Regions from separate parts of the Pan troglodytes genome. Here region 2 is linked to region 1. A link is a contact called in public Hi-C data. All regions are on one chromosome and are shown on one strand. Each heading gives the region's core, a stretch centred on a gene start, on an enhancer-like site or on the middle of the called end of the contact. The rest is flanking DNA. Distances are from core to core; before and after follow the strand shown. Region 1 holds the start of MICOS10 (mitochondrial contact site and cristae organizing system subunit 10). Region 2 holds the start of LOC743172.

Region 1 (7,426 bases), core at 2,596-5,095:
GAAAGAAGGCTAGGAAATGGGAAAGCTGGGATCTGCACCCAGAGAGCCTGGCTCCAGATTCATGCTATCACATCTGCCTCTGATTGCTTTTGTAATTTGCTCTCTACCTTTTGCAAGAGTTTACAACTCTCTTGAATCCAATAAAAATGCCTTTGTCAATTTTAAATCTACACAACGTGGAGCTTTGTGCATCTTCTGTGTTGCTTAACTTCTCGGAGACTCAGTTTCCAAATCTGAAAACGAAGATGCTAATCTTGACCTGCTGTGAGAATAAATGAAATTATGTGAAGTGCCTGCAGCTATTTATGACACACCATAGGTATTATTTATTTAGAGACAGGGTCTCGCTCTGTCACCCAGGCTGGAGTGCAGTGGCACCATCACGGCTCACTACAGCCTTGACCTCCTGGGCTCAAGTGATCCTCCTGCCTTGGCCTCCCAAAGTGGATTACAGGAATGAGACACGGCACCCAGCCATGTGATAGGTATTTTAGTGAAGTTTATTTTCCTTTCTTTTTCAACAGAAATGTTACACTACACAGTTTCCCCACAACAGGGACTTTTTCTCTTTCTGATTAATTAAATCATTTGTTCATATATTTATTCTTTTTTTTTTTTTTTTGAGACAGATTCTTGCTCTGTCGCCCAGGCCAGAGTGCAGTGGCGCCATCTTAGCTCACTGCCAGCTCTGCCTCCCGGGTTCACGCCATTCTCCTTCCTCAGCCTCCCGAGTAGCTGGGACTACAGGCGCCCGCCACCATGCCCAGCTAATTTTTTGTATTTTTAGTAGAGACAGGATTTCACCGTGTTAGCCAGGATGGTCTCGATCTCCTGACCTTGTGAGCCACCCGCCTCGGCCTCCCAAAGTGCTGGGATTACAGGTGTGAGCCACCGTGCCTGGCCTTATTTATTAATTTTTATGTCCATTCGACAAGCATTTATTGAGAATCCAATATATACCAAGCTCTCTGCTAAGCATTAGGGATACAGAAATGGCACGGCCTCCATTCTCAATTTGCTCACAGTCAAAATCCAAAAGACACACAAATAATTGTTAAAATTACAAACAATTATTAAAAACACAAATCATCTGATAAGTAGCTGTGATGAGAATTAGAAGGGGCTGGGCATGGTGGTTCATGCCTATAATCCTAGTACCCTGGGAGGACAAAGTGGGAGGATGGCTTGAGCCCAGGAGTTCGAGACCAGCCTGGGCAGCATAGCAAAACCTCACCTCTATAAAAAAGGAAAAGCAAAGAAAAATTTAAAGAATAGGAATAATAGGGCTGGGCATGATGGCTCACGCCTGTAATCCCAGCACTTTGGGAGGCTGAGGTGGGTGGTTCACCTGAGGTCAGGAGTTCAAGACCAGCTTGGCCAACATGGTGAAACCCCATCTCTACTAAAAATACAAAAATTAGCTGGGGGTGGTGGCACGTGCCTGTAATCCCAACTACTCAGGTGGCTGAGACAGGAGAATCTCTTGAAACTGGGAGGCAGAGGTTGCAGTGAGCCAAGATCATGCCACTGCACTCCAGCCTGGGTGACAGAGCAAGACTCTGTCTCAAAAAAAAAAAAAGAATAATTAAAAAAAATAGAGAACTAGGAGAAGGGAAGGGTGGTCATAGAAGTTATCTTGAAGGAAGAGGCTGTCGTAGCAAGATCTGATACAACAGAGTTTTGCTGTCATAGTTGCAAATAAATAGTTGAACGATGCCTGTAATCCCAGCACTTTGGGAGGCCAAGGTGGGTGGATCACTTGAGCTCAGGAGTTTGAAACCAGCCTGGCCAATATGGCGAAACCCCATCTCTACTAAAAAAATACAAAAAGTTAGCCAGGCGTGGTGGTGGGCGCCTGTAATCCCAGCTATTTTGGAGGCTGAGGCAGAAGAATTGCTCGAACCCAGTAGGCAGAGGTTGCAGTGAGCCGAGATCGCGCCACTGCACTCCAGCCTGGGTGACAGAGCGCGACTCTCTCTCAATAAATAAATAAACAAATAAATAGGTGAATAAATTCAATTCAGTTCAACAAATATTTCATAGAAGACCCTACTATCCAAGGCATTGTGCTCTGACTGGAAGTAGGAAGACGAAGGGGCAACTTCTAGTTCTACTAGCAGATAATATCTACAACCAGATGTTTCAGTACTAGATAGAGAAATCAATGTGGGTAGGCAGAGTAGTGGGACAATGAGAAGGGGAAGGCAGCTCTAAGCTCTATCTGACTAGGCTTCCTAGAATCAGTGCAGTGTTGAAGCTTGGATAGATCCAGTGTATGAATGGGAGTCATTGACAGCTTTTTTTTTTTTTTCTTTTGTGATAGGGTATCACTCTGATGCCCAGGCTGGAGTGCAGTGGCATGAACATGGCTCAGTGTAGCCTCCACTTCCCAGGCTCAAGTGATCCTCCCACCTCAGCCTCCTAAGTAGCTGGGACTAAAGGCACACATCACATTAGCCTGGCTAATTTTTTAAATTTTTTGTAGAGACAGGAATCTCACTATGCTGCCTAGGCTGGTCCTGAACTACTGGCCTCAAACAATCCTCCCGCCTCAGCCTCCCAGAGTGTTGGGATTACAGGTGTGAGCCACTGCTCTCGGCCTTCATTGACAGCTTCTAATCAGAGGCATAACGTGGTCAGATTTCTATTTGTTGGTAGGATGGAAGACTAAAATCAATGACACTAGCCAGTAGGCTGGATATACAATCTCTCTTGATAGCTGTGGGCATTTGGTTTCAGGATCTCGCAGTTACCAAAATGCAGGATGCTCAAGTCCCATATATAAAATGGCGTGGTATTTGCATACAACCTACACACATGCTCACATATCCTTTTTTAAAATTTTTTTTTTTTAAGAGATGAAGTCGAACTCCTAGTCTCAAGCAATCCTCCCATCTCAGCCTCCCAAGTAGCTGGGACTACGGTCGCATGCCACTGTGCTGGCTCCCATATACTTTAAATCATCTCTAGGTTACTTATAATACCTAATACAATGTAAATCCTAGGTAAATAGTTGTACTGTATTTTAAATTTTGCATTATTTTTTATTTGATTCAAAAATGTTTCTGGTCCATGGTTGGTTAAATCCATGGATGCAAAACCCACAGATACAGAGGGCACCCTGTGTATGTATGTGTATGTGTGTGTGTGTGTGTGTGGGTGGGTGTGTAAATATATACATGGATAGGAGGCCTGAGGTAGACGTTTTACCTGGAGATATAATTTGGCAGTGTTTGCAATTACTCAGGGAGAGTCTGTACAGTGAAAAGAGAATTGATGGAAGCTTGCGAACCAACAGTCCTTAAACAGCTGGCAGAGAAAAGGCCGCCCTGGAGGAAACCAACAGACAACAGCAGATGGGGAGAAGAGGAAAGAGTGGCGTTACCGGGAGTGAAACGAATAGAGGAGCCAGGGAGGATCAGAGGGAGGGAAAATTGTGTGGAATGCGGTACAGAGGTCAGAAAAGCGTCCATTTGATTTGGCGGTAGGTAATCTTTCCCAGAGCAGTTTCGGTGTTAGTGGTTCAGGCGGGAATTCCAATGCAAGAAACCAGTGAACGAATGAGAGAGTGAGTAGGGAAAGTGAAGGTGAGTACGTTAATGAATGAATAAATCAAGTCTGTACCCTCTCTTGCCCGGGGGATTTCCAGGGCCAATGTCGCACTTTGGTGCGGAGGAAAGGCCTGGTCACGGCTTGGGGTGACGCCTAGGAAACTGTCAGCCTCGCAACCCATAGGCGCAGCCCCAAGGTCAGGGTCACCTCGAGCCTCCAGGCAACTCGTCACCTTGACGACCAACTGAAAAAACCGGAAGGGATGGAAGCAGCGGATCATCTCGCGATATCTGGAGCGTCTGCGCCGGCCTTCCTGACCTGGGACTTCTTTCCAGCTCTCGCGAGACTTTCAGGGGTCGGAGCGCGGGGGCCGGCCGAGAGGAAAGCTGGAGGCGCGGGTGGGGAACATGTCTGAGTCGGAGCTCGGCAGGAAGTGGGACCGGTGCCTGGCGGATGCGGTCGTGAAGATAGGTAAGGGGCTTTTCGCCCCAGCAGGCCCGGCCGGTGCAGAGCTGCTGGCTCCAGGCTGCGCTGCCCAGGAGGAAGGAAGGGAAGCCCCATGGGAGGTCAGGCCTCTCGGCCTTTTCCGGCCCCTCCGGCCAGGGCGAGCCGCCCGGGCCCCGGCGGGAGGTCACTCGGGCGGCGGGCACAGACCCGAGGAGCCGGAGCAGCAGCCCGTGTGCGGGGTGGAGTTGCAGCCCGGAGGAGGTGGTCGGGGTTGGCAGGTGGCAGGAGAGTCGCAGAGCTCTTGAGTGGAAGACAGTGTCGGGGCACACCCTCGTGCCGGAGCCGCGGGGTTCTCCTCCCGGGTGGTGCATCCCCCGGCACGCGGCGGGGAACCGGCTCAGGAGGCCACGCTGCTCCCCGGCGGAAACCAAAGTGCCTTCTGGAGAAGGTCACCTGGAGCATTTCATAGACACCGCCAGGCCCTGATGCGAGTTGCTGTCATTCCCGACTTGCCACCTGATTTATTTGAATCAGAGTAGTCTGGGGCCTGAACTTAGAGGGGTGATGATCTGGAATGAGAATTGCGCTGGAAAGTAAGAAGTTGTTCACGTTAAGTTTTTCTGCGTAGTCCTTTAACACGTGCTCAGTGACGGCACAAATTATGAAGTCACTGTATGGTGGGGAGGAGAAAGGAAACTCGTTTATTGAGCGTATATTGTCTTCATTGTGCGAAATAATCTTTTTACAGGCCGTGAAATGGAGAGTCAGGTGAAGGAATTTGCCCACGGTCACAGCTAACAAATGGCAAAATTAGGGATTTTACCCAGGTTTTCTGGGGTCAAGTCCCATGTTCCTTCTTCGATGCTAATTTTTGTTACCCAAATGTGATATTTTTGTGTGGTAATGTTAGGGTATTTAAGAGGATTTAGGATCGTGTCTTTGAATGAAAACATTGAGGAATAAGATTGTAAGCTCCATGAGAGCAGGGATGTTTTCTGGTTTAGTCACTGCCCCATCCGCAGCCCCTAAAAGAGTGCTTAATAAAAATTGTTGAGAGTGAGTAAATAAATGAAACAGTTTATCAGTTACCATTTCACCTCTGAATTCAGCACTTACAGTCAAGTGATTTGGGGCAAGTTATTTAACTTTTCTGTGCCTGATTCCTATTTGGAAATCGGCAGTAATAATTATTACTATCTCATAGAGTCGTTGGGAGGATTAAATGAGTTAGTTTGTGTAAAGGCTTGAATATGGATCACTTAGGAATGGGTTATTTTGGAAGCGACTAAACAGTCACTTTTGTTTTGTTACTGTTAACAGCTTGCAGTTCAGAGAGAAGACTTAACACCTAGCTATGAAATGACCAAAGTAGTTACTAGGCAATGTCATATAGTTAAGAAAGAGCTTTGAGCTGGGCGAAGTGGCTCAGGCCTGTAATCCCAGCACTTTGGGAGGCCGAGGCGGGAGGATCGCCTGAGATCAGGAGTTGGAGACCAGCCTGGGAAACAAAGTGAGACCCTTCCCTTAAAAAAAAAAAAAGAAGAAGGGGCTTTGGAGGTAGACAGAGCTGAGTTCGAATCATCCACTCTCAGTCTTCTCGCCCATCCTTACTAATTTTGTAGCTTTGGGTAAAGTCTCTTTCTCAACTACGAAATGGTGATCAAAAGAGATTTACCTGAAAGTATTAAAAAAAGTAAAGGACAGAAAAATACATAAACTACTTAGCACAGTGCCTGGTGCTTTATGTATACAGTAATGGTAGTCATAATAACTGGCTTTTAAAATTTTTTAATGTATTTTATTTATATTTATTTTTAATTAACTTATTTTTTTTATACAGGCAGGGTCTCCCTATGTTGCCCAGGTTGGTCTCTTAACTCCTGGGCTCAAGCGATCCTCCTGCCTCAGCCTCCCAAAATGCCAGGATTACAGGCATGTGCCACACTCATAGTAGTTGTTTTTTATTTTTTGAAATAGGGTCTCGCTCTGTCACCCAGGCTGGAGTGTAGTGGTGGGATCTCGGCTTACTGCAACTTCTGTCTCCTTGGGCTCAAGTGATCCTCCCACCTCAGCCTCCTGAGTAGCTGGGACTATAGGTGTGTGCCACCATGCTCAACTATTTTTGTATTTTTTGGTAGAGACGGTGTTTTGCCATATTCCTCAGGCCGGTCTCAAACTTCTGGGCTTAAGTGATCCATCCTCCTCAGCCTCCCAAAGTGCTGGCATTACAAGCTTGAGCCACTGCGCCCAGCCAATAGTTGTTGATATTAATATTATTGTGCTACTGAAGACCACGTGAGGCAGTGAATAGTGTCACTCTGTCTCTCATGCGTAGAACGTTGATAGGGGTGCAGCATATACATGTGGAGTAATTAAATGAGGCAAGGTGATGTACGATCTCAGGTATAAGTTAAAATGAGTGATTCAGACTCTTTTGCTGTAGGGTTGTATATTAAGTGACTGAAGGGATGGGCTGAGGTCATTCAATAAGAGTGTGGAAGGGCCTTCAACTGACCTTTGTAGAATGGCTTGGGATTGAATAGTCAGGTAGGATGGAAGAAGAACTTAAGCAAAGGTCAAGTTGGATTTTTATGAGGAGTAAATCGAAGCGCAGAGAGGTTAAATAGCCAGAAGTGGAGGAGCTGGGATTAGAACCCAGGCATCCTAATTTCAGTGCAAAGAGGCTGGTTTAGGTGGAGTCAGAACTGTGAAATGTCTTAGAGAGATTCCATTTTATCTTGGAGGTGTTTTGAGTTGCCTGTTGACTTTTTCACATGCTTTCTGCATATTCAACACCTCTGCCTTAAAAATCTATTGCTTCCAGGGCTCACTAGGCATAGGCTGGTGGGTAATCATGGGATGGTTTCAAGCAACAAATATTTATTGAGCTGTGGGTCAGTCAGCGGGCAAATAGAGAAGCATAAGACATTTCACTGCCCTCAACAGGGAATTGACGTAATATATTAGGTTGCCATTAAAAAAAAAAATTGGCAAAGACCACAGTTACTTTTGCACCAACCTAGTAAATGAAATTTTAGTATGATTGTTCTGGCAGAATGAATTTGGAGCAGAGGAAACTAGCAGTACTGTAATTGTGAGGTGATAAAAGTCTGACCTGTTAGACTGGAATAAATGGGCATATTTGAGAAATTTCAAACTTTTTCCCATCTGTGAAATAAGGGAGTTGTCCTGTTGGTGATGGGCTGAGAGAGAGGGCGGAAGAGAGAAGAAGTAAGGGAGGCTTTAGTCTGAGTTGTCTTTGAAACCATGAAGGTGTACGCTCTTCTATAGTGAGCGTGTTGCTTCCTGTTTTCTCTGGGTAGTGAGGTTCTGGAACTCTTTAAACCTCATTGGCTGCTTGCTTTTCTGGTATTTCAAAATGGAGATGGAGACTCGGGGAATGGCAGCCTGTCATAAGATAGGTAAG
Region 2 (7,426 bases), core at 1,904-4,403, 240 kb before region 1:
CACACTGCTGCCTCACCTGGCTAATTTTTGTATTTTTTGTAGAGAGATGGGGTCTTACTTTGTTGCCCAGGCTGGTCTCAAACTCTCGAGCGCAAGTGATCTGCCTGCCTTGGCCTCCCAGTGTTGGGATTACAGGCATGAGCCATCGCGCCTGGCAAAAGTTATTATTTATTGAGCATAAAACTGTGTGTAAAACAGTTTTTTGTTTCTACTCTACAATGATCTTTCCTTTTTTTTTTTTTTTTTTTGAGGTGGAGTCTTGCTCTGTCGCTCAGGCTGGAGTGCAATGGCGCGATCTTGGCTCACTGCAACCTCTGCCTCCTGGGTTCAAGCGATTCTCCTGCCTCAGCCTCCTGAGTAGCTGAGATTACAGGTGCATGCCACCACACCCAGCTAATTTTTGTATTTTTAGTACAGACGGGGTTTCACCGTGTTGGTCAGGCTGATCTCGAACTCCTGACCTCGTGATCCACCTGCCTTGGCCTCCCAAAGTGCTGGGATTACAGGCATGAGCCACTGCGCCCGATCTTTCCATTTTTTTTTTTTAAATAACATTTGTTTATTATGTTTTTTAGAGACAGGGTCTTGCTCTGCTGCCCAGGCTGGAATGCAATGGTGCAATCATAGCTCACTATAACCTCAAACTCCTGGGCTCAAGTGATCCTCCCATCTCAGACTCCCAAGAAGCTAGGACCACAGATGCCACCCTACCCAGGTAACTTTTTGTTTTGTTGGGAGGGGTGAAGGGGTGGGGGGGCAGTGCAACTGTTGCCCAGGTTGGTCTCGAACCCCTGGCCAAGCAATCTTCTTGCCTCAGCCTCTCAAAGTGCTGGAACTATTATCTTTCAAAATGGGCATTATCAACACTGAGTTCAAAGAGGTGGCGGTCTGTCTAGGTCACACAGCTGGAAAGTTCCTGAGCTAGGATCTGAATCAAGGTCTGGGTGATTCTGAAACCTGCTTCCTTTTATGAGATCTCTCTGCTGGCTCAATTTCATATACATCCTTTACCAGAAAACTGAAGGACAAACCACAATCCAGGGCTCAGAAAACCTGAGCAGGGTCCATCCCTGCCTCAGCCGCCTCCTGCCAGGGATCTCCAGTCCCTTCGTCTCCTGTTTCCGCCCTTCACAGCACGGGATGGTTGTGGGGAGCCTGTCTCAGGCCAGCTTTCCTTCTCAGCCAGGCACTGGTCACTCCACCCCAGGTCATCTGGCAAAAACCCAGCCGCCCCTTGAAGCTGCGCTGCTCAAGCATCTCCACCCCTGAACCCAGGCAACCCCACAGGACACGAGGAGCGTGTGTGCAGCTGCAGCCAGGCCTCCCCAGCGAGCGTGCACTCCTGGAACTGCCAAGCTGGGCCCGGCCCACCCTTTGTTCCCTGCATCTGGAAGGGCAATGGGCTTCTTCCCTGTGACAAAAATATACTGCCTGGCCTAACTGCCAAACGCAAGTCAAAGAGGATGTTCCTGCTAGGATACACAGGCAAGTGCCTCTACTGGGGATTTACTGCCTGAAGATATATTGGGGGTGTCTACTGCTGAGTGGGGAGAGACTGCTCACTAGCCAATGACCTGCCTGATCTCCCCACTCAACAAAACATTCCACCTTCATTTCTAAATATTTAGAAGCTGAGAAAATATCAAACGAACATCTGCAGGGCCCTTCCCCGGATGGGAAACCTTGGATCTCTTTCCAGACATTTACAATCTCGCCTCTTTCCCACGTCTCTGCTGTCACACAGGAGAAGTGACCTCTCAGTACAACTTCCTTTTCAACATTTTGGAACTTGGGGCTTGCAACCTTTTTTCACTTGCTCTACAACCCTCCCATGGGGGGCCACGTGGCAGTGTGTCAGAGGGTACCTTCTGCCCGCCTCTCCTCACACACATCCACAAGCCTGGGCAGGAAGGTATGATCCGGCCGGCCTGCGGCTCACCTTCACTCCGACAGCCTCACTGCTGCGGGAATTTGCCAGAAGACTTTAGCTGTTTACCTTGTCTTCCAGTTGACGTCCCTGAGAAACATCTTTTGGTGGTTGGAGGTGGGAGAAATAAAAGCCGAAAATGATGGAGGCAGGGCTAGGTGGAGGCAGCATCGCCTGGTCTGGCTGTGTTCTGGCTGGCTGGCAGGCCACATGCCCAGGAGAGTGGCGCTCTGCCCCGGCCACTGGCCTACCACCAGCCGCCTACACTGGGACACGAGTGGGCACAGGGCATAGCCTGATGTGCCCACGGAAGGGACCCCTGCGAGGTGCCAGCAAGCCAAAGCTGGCGGCCTTCTCCAGATGGGCCGTGGGAAACAGGAAGACAAGGGTGCGCCCGGGGCCACACACAGGGAAGGGCAGCTGCCGCTGCTGCCGGGGTGAGGCAGGCTGGGCCACAGGACCCTGGGAAAGCTGAGGACCCATGGGGCCTTGCTGAGGGTGCTGATGCTGGCTGGGATGGCTCTTGGGGCTAGGGCCTGGCACTGTGGGCCTGGGGAGACAGCTCCAAAACCAAGCAGCCTTCCTTCCTGACACACGTGGGGCAAGGGCATGTGAGCGTGGGTGACCTGGATGAGGCCAGGTTTCCAGAGGAAAAACCCAGGCCCAGGTTGCTGTAAGGACTGTGTAAGGAGGAACTCGAGTGAGGGGCTCTCATCTGACCCCCATCTCATATCTTGGTCGTCCAGCCCCTGACCACTCCACTCCAGAATGCCTCCCAGCCTGCCCTTCTTCCCCTGCCCTTCTGTTTCTGCCCTTGCCACCTCATGCCTCAGACTGACACTAGCTTCTTCACTGACCTCTCTGCTGCAGGGCTGTCCCCTCTGACCCTCCCAGGGCTGCCTGATCCAGGCCCTTGTCATCTCTCTCCTTGATGACTGTAACAGCTTCCCCCTGACCACCCATCCCCCAAGCCCACTGGCAGAGCCACCTTCTGAAAACACAGATCCAATCAGATCATTGGACTCCCTAGAAACCTCAAAGCCCTCCTGACAGCCTCTAGTAGTGAACACACCCCAGTGGCCAAGTGGCTTCCAGCAGGAGATCATCCTGAAAGACAAAGGCACACCTGCGGGAGGGGCCCAGAGGGCAGCGCTGCTCAGCACACACCTGGGGAGCCTTGACCCCGTGTGCGGCTCTGCAGGGTTGATCCTGCTTGCGGGGCCTGCTTGCTCCTGAGGCTACAGGTCCACTGCAGCTGCTCATGCCGGCTGCTGAGACAGAGTCCTGTCTACACTGAGCTGACTGCTCCATGCACTTCCATCTGACTATTTAGCAGTCACCGAATGGCAGGCACAGAGGACGAATTAAGACCAAAACAGTTGTGGCGTGGTATAAAGTAGCATATTTTTTTCTCACCAGGCAAATCTGGGTTCACATCCCAGCTTTGCTTCTTACTGGTTAAATTATATGGGCAAATTATTTAAGTTTGAACTTCAGTTTCCTCACCTGTTAAATGAGAATAACTTGACCTTGGTTACAATCTAATCCAAGGGGAGAGCCTGCAAACCATGCATGTTCATGCTCACTGATCTGCTCACTTCTCCCAGAACCCTTCGTCTCCCATCCAAACAAGCACAGGCGTTTTTCCAAGGCTCCTCTGGGACCCGTAGCCAAGCTCTGCAACCCTCACTTCCCCTGTTTGCTCAGAAGCTGTGCATCATTAACTTAGATTTGTCTACCTCATTGCAATCCCTCCTCCTTCTGTAGTTACTTACATCGGAACCCAGCCCCAGCTTTAATGCACCTCAAATGAATGATGTGGTGATCGGCCGTTAGAATGATGGCAGAGCATTAATTTCCTCATTAAAGCCCCCAGAGCAAAAGGCAACGCGAACCAAGTCCGAAGCCCTGGCCAAGGTGTGCTGAGGACAGGCACTCATCAGGCCTGGGTTTAGCTTGGCAGGAGACACTGCTCATGGCAAGCCGGAACCAGACTCTGGCCATGGGCTGACAGCTCTGATTTAAACTATTAGGAGGGCTGAGGATTAAATATTTGTCCAGGTCACTGTAAACCGGGTGGAATTATCAACAGCCTGGAGTGGTAAGTGATACAGGAAGCAGTCTCTGGATACAGATTCAGGATTTTCCACCCAGTCCCCAGGTGGCAGGATGTGGGAGAGTCAGGCTGCAGGGGAGCTGGCTGCCTGGGGGTTTGGCTGTTCCTCCCTAGCCAATGGCCCCTGGAAGATAGGAGTCCACTTCCACGCAAAAAGGCTAAGTGCCCCCCGTGTGCACTAGTGAGTAGTCCTGGGATGGGACTGTGACATCCCTGCCCAGAGGCCAAAAAGAGGACCGCAATATCCCTTCTGGCCTCCAGCCCCTCTGACACAGGAGAGGCAGTGGAGCTTCTATAGGTGGAGGGAGGGTCCCAGGTATGACGGCTGACATTCACCTTGCGCCACTATTTTTTCAATGCATGTAGATGTTGTTGTAACTAGTAGAATGCAAATTCACTTAAAAGATTTACTACACTGGGCCGGGTGTGGTGGCTTATGCCTGTAATCCCAACACTTTGGGAGACCGAGGTGGGCGGATCACTTGAGGTCAGGAGTTCGAGACCAGCCTGGCCAACATGGTGAAATCCCATCTCTACTAAAAATACAAAAAATGAGCTGGGCGTGGTGGTGCATGCCTGTAATCCCAGCTACTCGGGAGGCTGAGGCAGGAGAATCGCTTGAACCCGGGAGGCAGAGATTGCAGTGAACCGAGATCACACCACTGTACTCCAGCTTGGGTGACAGAGCGAGACTCTGTCTCAAAAAAAAAAAAAAAAAAAAAAAATTTTACTGCATCGATCCTTTCGGTCATATTTTTTCTATCCACAGCTATTGAGAGCATAATTATCTTACCGAAACAGATCTCTGATGTTAAAAGGAATTCTCACAGTGGACAGTCAGGGACTGCTGGAACCGAGAACGGAAGGGCATCCTTGCAGAAAGTGGCGCCCCGCTGAGGCTCTCAAGGCTGTGCCGTTTCTGCCAATACCGACTTCTCCGAAGGCAAAGAGGGGTCCTTGTGAAACCCAGTTGTGCTTGGTCTATGCTTTCTCTTCCCCCTTTACGCCAAGCATCTTGTGGCACTGCACTAGCACAAGATTAAGGCCTTCTCTTGGGATGGGAATGTAAAGGGTCCGGAACATGGACCTTTATACAAGGTTCTTAAACCCACCCAGATGCTTATGGGAGCATCTAAGGTAGAAAGGCAGACAAGTTTGCTCAGGGGAGGCAGTACCTTCCAGTCCAAGTCCAAGTTTGCCTTAGACAGAACCTAGGAACAACGTCGTGGAGAAGGGTTGCTAGTGATACACAAACAAAAGATGGATAAGAGAGAGGTATCCAGTAGGGCACTTCTGAAATTTCAATGTGCACACATTACCTGGGCAATTTTGTGAAAATAGAGATCCTGATATGCTAGGTCTGGGTGGGACCTGATATTTCTGCCTTTCTGCCAAGCTCTTTGGTGATGCTGATGCTGGTCCTTGGACTACGCTGAGGGCAGCAAGGTGCAGACACTCTGAGCTCAGGTAAGCTGCTCCCAGAGAGCTGGCCTGACTGATGGGCTGGGCATGGCCACAGAGACGGCAAACAGGGCCAAGCACCACTTCTCACAGCAAAACATGAGCTGAAGCATGGGGATGTGCGGGGCCCTGAGGGGTAAGGAGGAGCCACGGCCAGCGCCTGGCCTCCCTCAGCAGGAGGCCAGCAGAGTGCCAGCAGCTGTGAGCAACCTTGCAGGCCCAGAGAGCTTTTATTTGAAAATGCAAAGCCCTACTTAGATGGTGGATTTATAGCTGGCTGAACATGCTTACCCTAAATGGGGCACCTGCTCACTCATCTCTGCAGGTCAGCACTGAGGCCAGCACCTGTGGGCACTGGCAAGTGGCTATGAGCGGGTAACTCTACCTGTCTGGTAAGGCTGCCTCCGAGGTTCATGGTGCCAGAGCCAGATTTGTTGGTCTGCAGCCACAGCATCACCGTGGAGGTCAACTTGTAATGGGCGGTGCGACCGCTGGATTTCTCCTGGAAGGACAAGACAGAGATCTGTTGAGCTGAGGGAGAGCCTGAAGTGGCCCCTTGAATTCAGGGTCATCCTAACATCTCCCTTCCTAGGTCATTATCACAATATTACCTTTTTTTTTTTAAATTGGAGACAAAGTCTCGCTCTGTCACCCAGGCTGGAGTGCAGTGGTGCGATCTCAAGTCACTGCAGCCTCCACCTCCCAGGTTCAAGCGATTCTCCTGCCTCAGCCTCCCAAGTAGCTGGGATTATGGGCGCCCACCACCACGCCTGGCTAATGTTTTTTGTGTTTTTGGTAGAGATGCGGTTTCGCCATATTGGCCAGGCTGGTCTTGAACTCCTGACCTCCGGTGATCTGCCCACCTCAGCCTCCCAAACTGCTGGGATTACAGGCCCGAGCCACCGTACCTGGCCTCACAATATTATCTTTCTTATAAAATCTCAACTGGTTTTTAAAGGGACATTTGTAATTATGTATTTCTTCTGGGAACTTAATCATCAATGACTACTGCAATCTTGACTTATCTTTATCCAAATGGCTTTGAGGCATTTCTCAGAATTAGGGGTTCAGAGATCACAGCATCCCCCTACTGCATCTGTTAGAGAGCAGCGCGGCACTGGCTGGTGTGCCATCTGTACTTAGTGGCCCGGGCCACCAGCTGCTGGGAGGCAGTACCTGCACTTCTACCACGTGGATGGAATCCCAGCAGCCTTTGATCTTCTTTGATCCATCTCCAGCCTTCTTTATGAGGATCACTCCAGCAAAGCCATGATCCAGATCCCAGAGGTAGACAGATGAGACGCCGCCTTCAAAATACCTGCAGGAAACAGGCCAACGTGCCTGTTAGATGCTAAAGGACAGATCATCAGCCTGGGTCCCAGGCTACTGCTCAGCAAAGATTCTGGGATTCAGGGCCCTCCCTGCGACAGTTATGGGAGCCGATCCTTGGGTGTGTTCTGATCGTCTGTGGCTGGGGGAGGGGGTGCAGCATTCCTGGGGGTGTAGTAGGTTTAGGCGTCATAAAGATGAATTTGAGTTTGGGCTCTGCCACCTCCTCTAGCTTTGTGGTCTTTGGCTTACTGAACCCCTCTGGGCGTCACACTCCTCCCAGATAAAGAACGCAGCACGACTGACATCCAGTGACAATCCATGCAGGCCATGACTACTGGAGTCACCACGGTGGTTCGATATTTCTGTCTTTTGGGATATTTTACAGGGCAGATGAGAAAATACAGCAACAAACTCCCTATACCCTGATCCCTCCTGAGCCTGGCAGACCAGGGCTCCAGTTGGTCTTTCGGAGCAACCTCCTACAAAGCGCTAGCCGGAAATGAAGGGCTCAGCTTGAGACAGTGCTTCCTCCTCAAATCCGACTCAATGCAAAAACATCTTTTCTTTTTTTCTGTTTTTGAGATGAAGTC

The links. Hi-C and Micro-C count contacts between places; a contact is called where the count stands out from the background.
Region 2: a Hi-C map of induced pluripotent stem cells shows a contact between it and region 1, with 1.7 times the contacts expected there. The contact joins the promoter of LOC743172 here to the promoter of MICOS10 in region 1. A contact is called at or near these places in 2 of 7 Hi-C or Micro-C datasets (induced pluripotent stem cells and stem cell-derived neural progenitor cells), 1 of 1 datasets of contacts at active chromatin or transcription factors (stem cell-derived excitatory neurons) and 1 of 1 other capture datasets (stem cell-derived neural stem cells).

What each region holds. Positions count from the first base shown.
Region 1 is chr1:211,603,076-211,610,501 of NHGRI_mPanTro3-v2.0_pri, reverse strand. MICOS10 (mitochondrial contact site and cristae organizing system subunit 10) reads left to right here and starts at 3,845. Exons shown (of 4, transcript XM_009449727.4): 1 at 3,845-4,023. The coding sequence starts at 3,960.
Region 2 is chr1:211,841,811-211,849,236 of NHGRI_mPanTro3-v2.0_pri, reverse strand. It overlaps LOC743172, which reads right to left and starts at 3,153. Exons shown (of 1, transcript XM_054680200.2): 1 at 535-3,153. The coding sequence starts at 3,033. The coding sequence ends at 1,993. CAPZB (capping actin protein of muscle Z-line subunit beta) reads right to left here. Exons shown (of 9, transcript XM_003307839.6): 5 at 6,681-6,822; 6 at 5,890-6,006.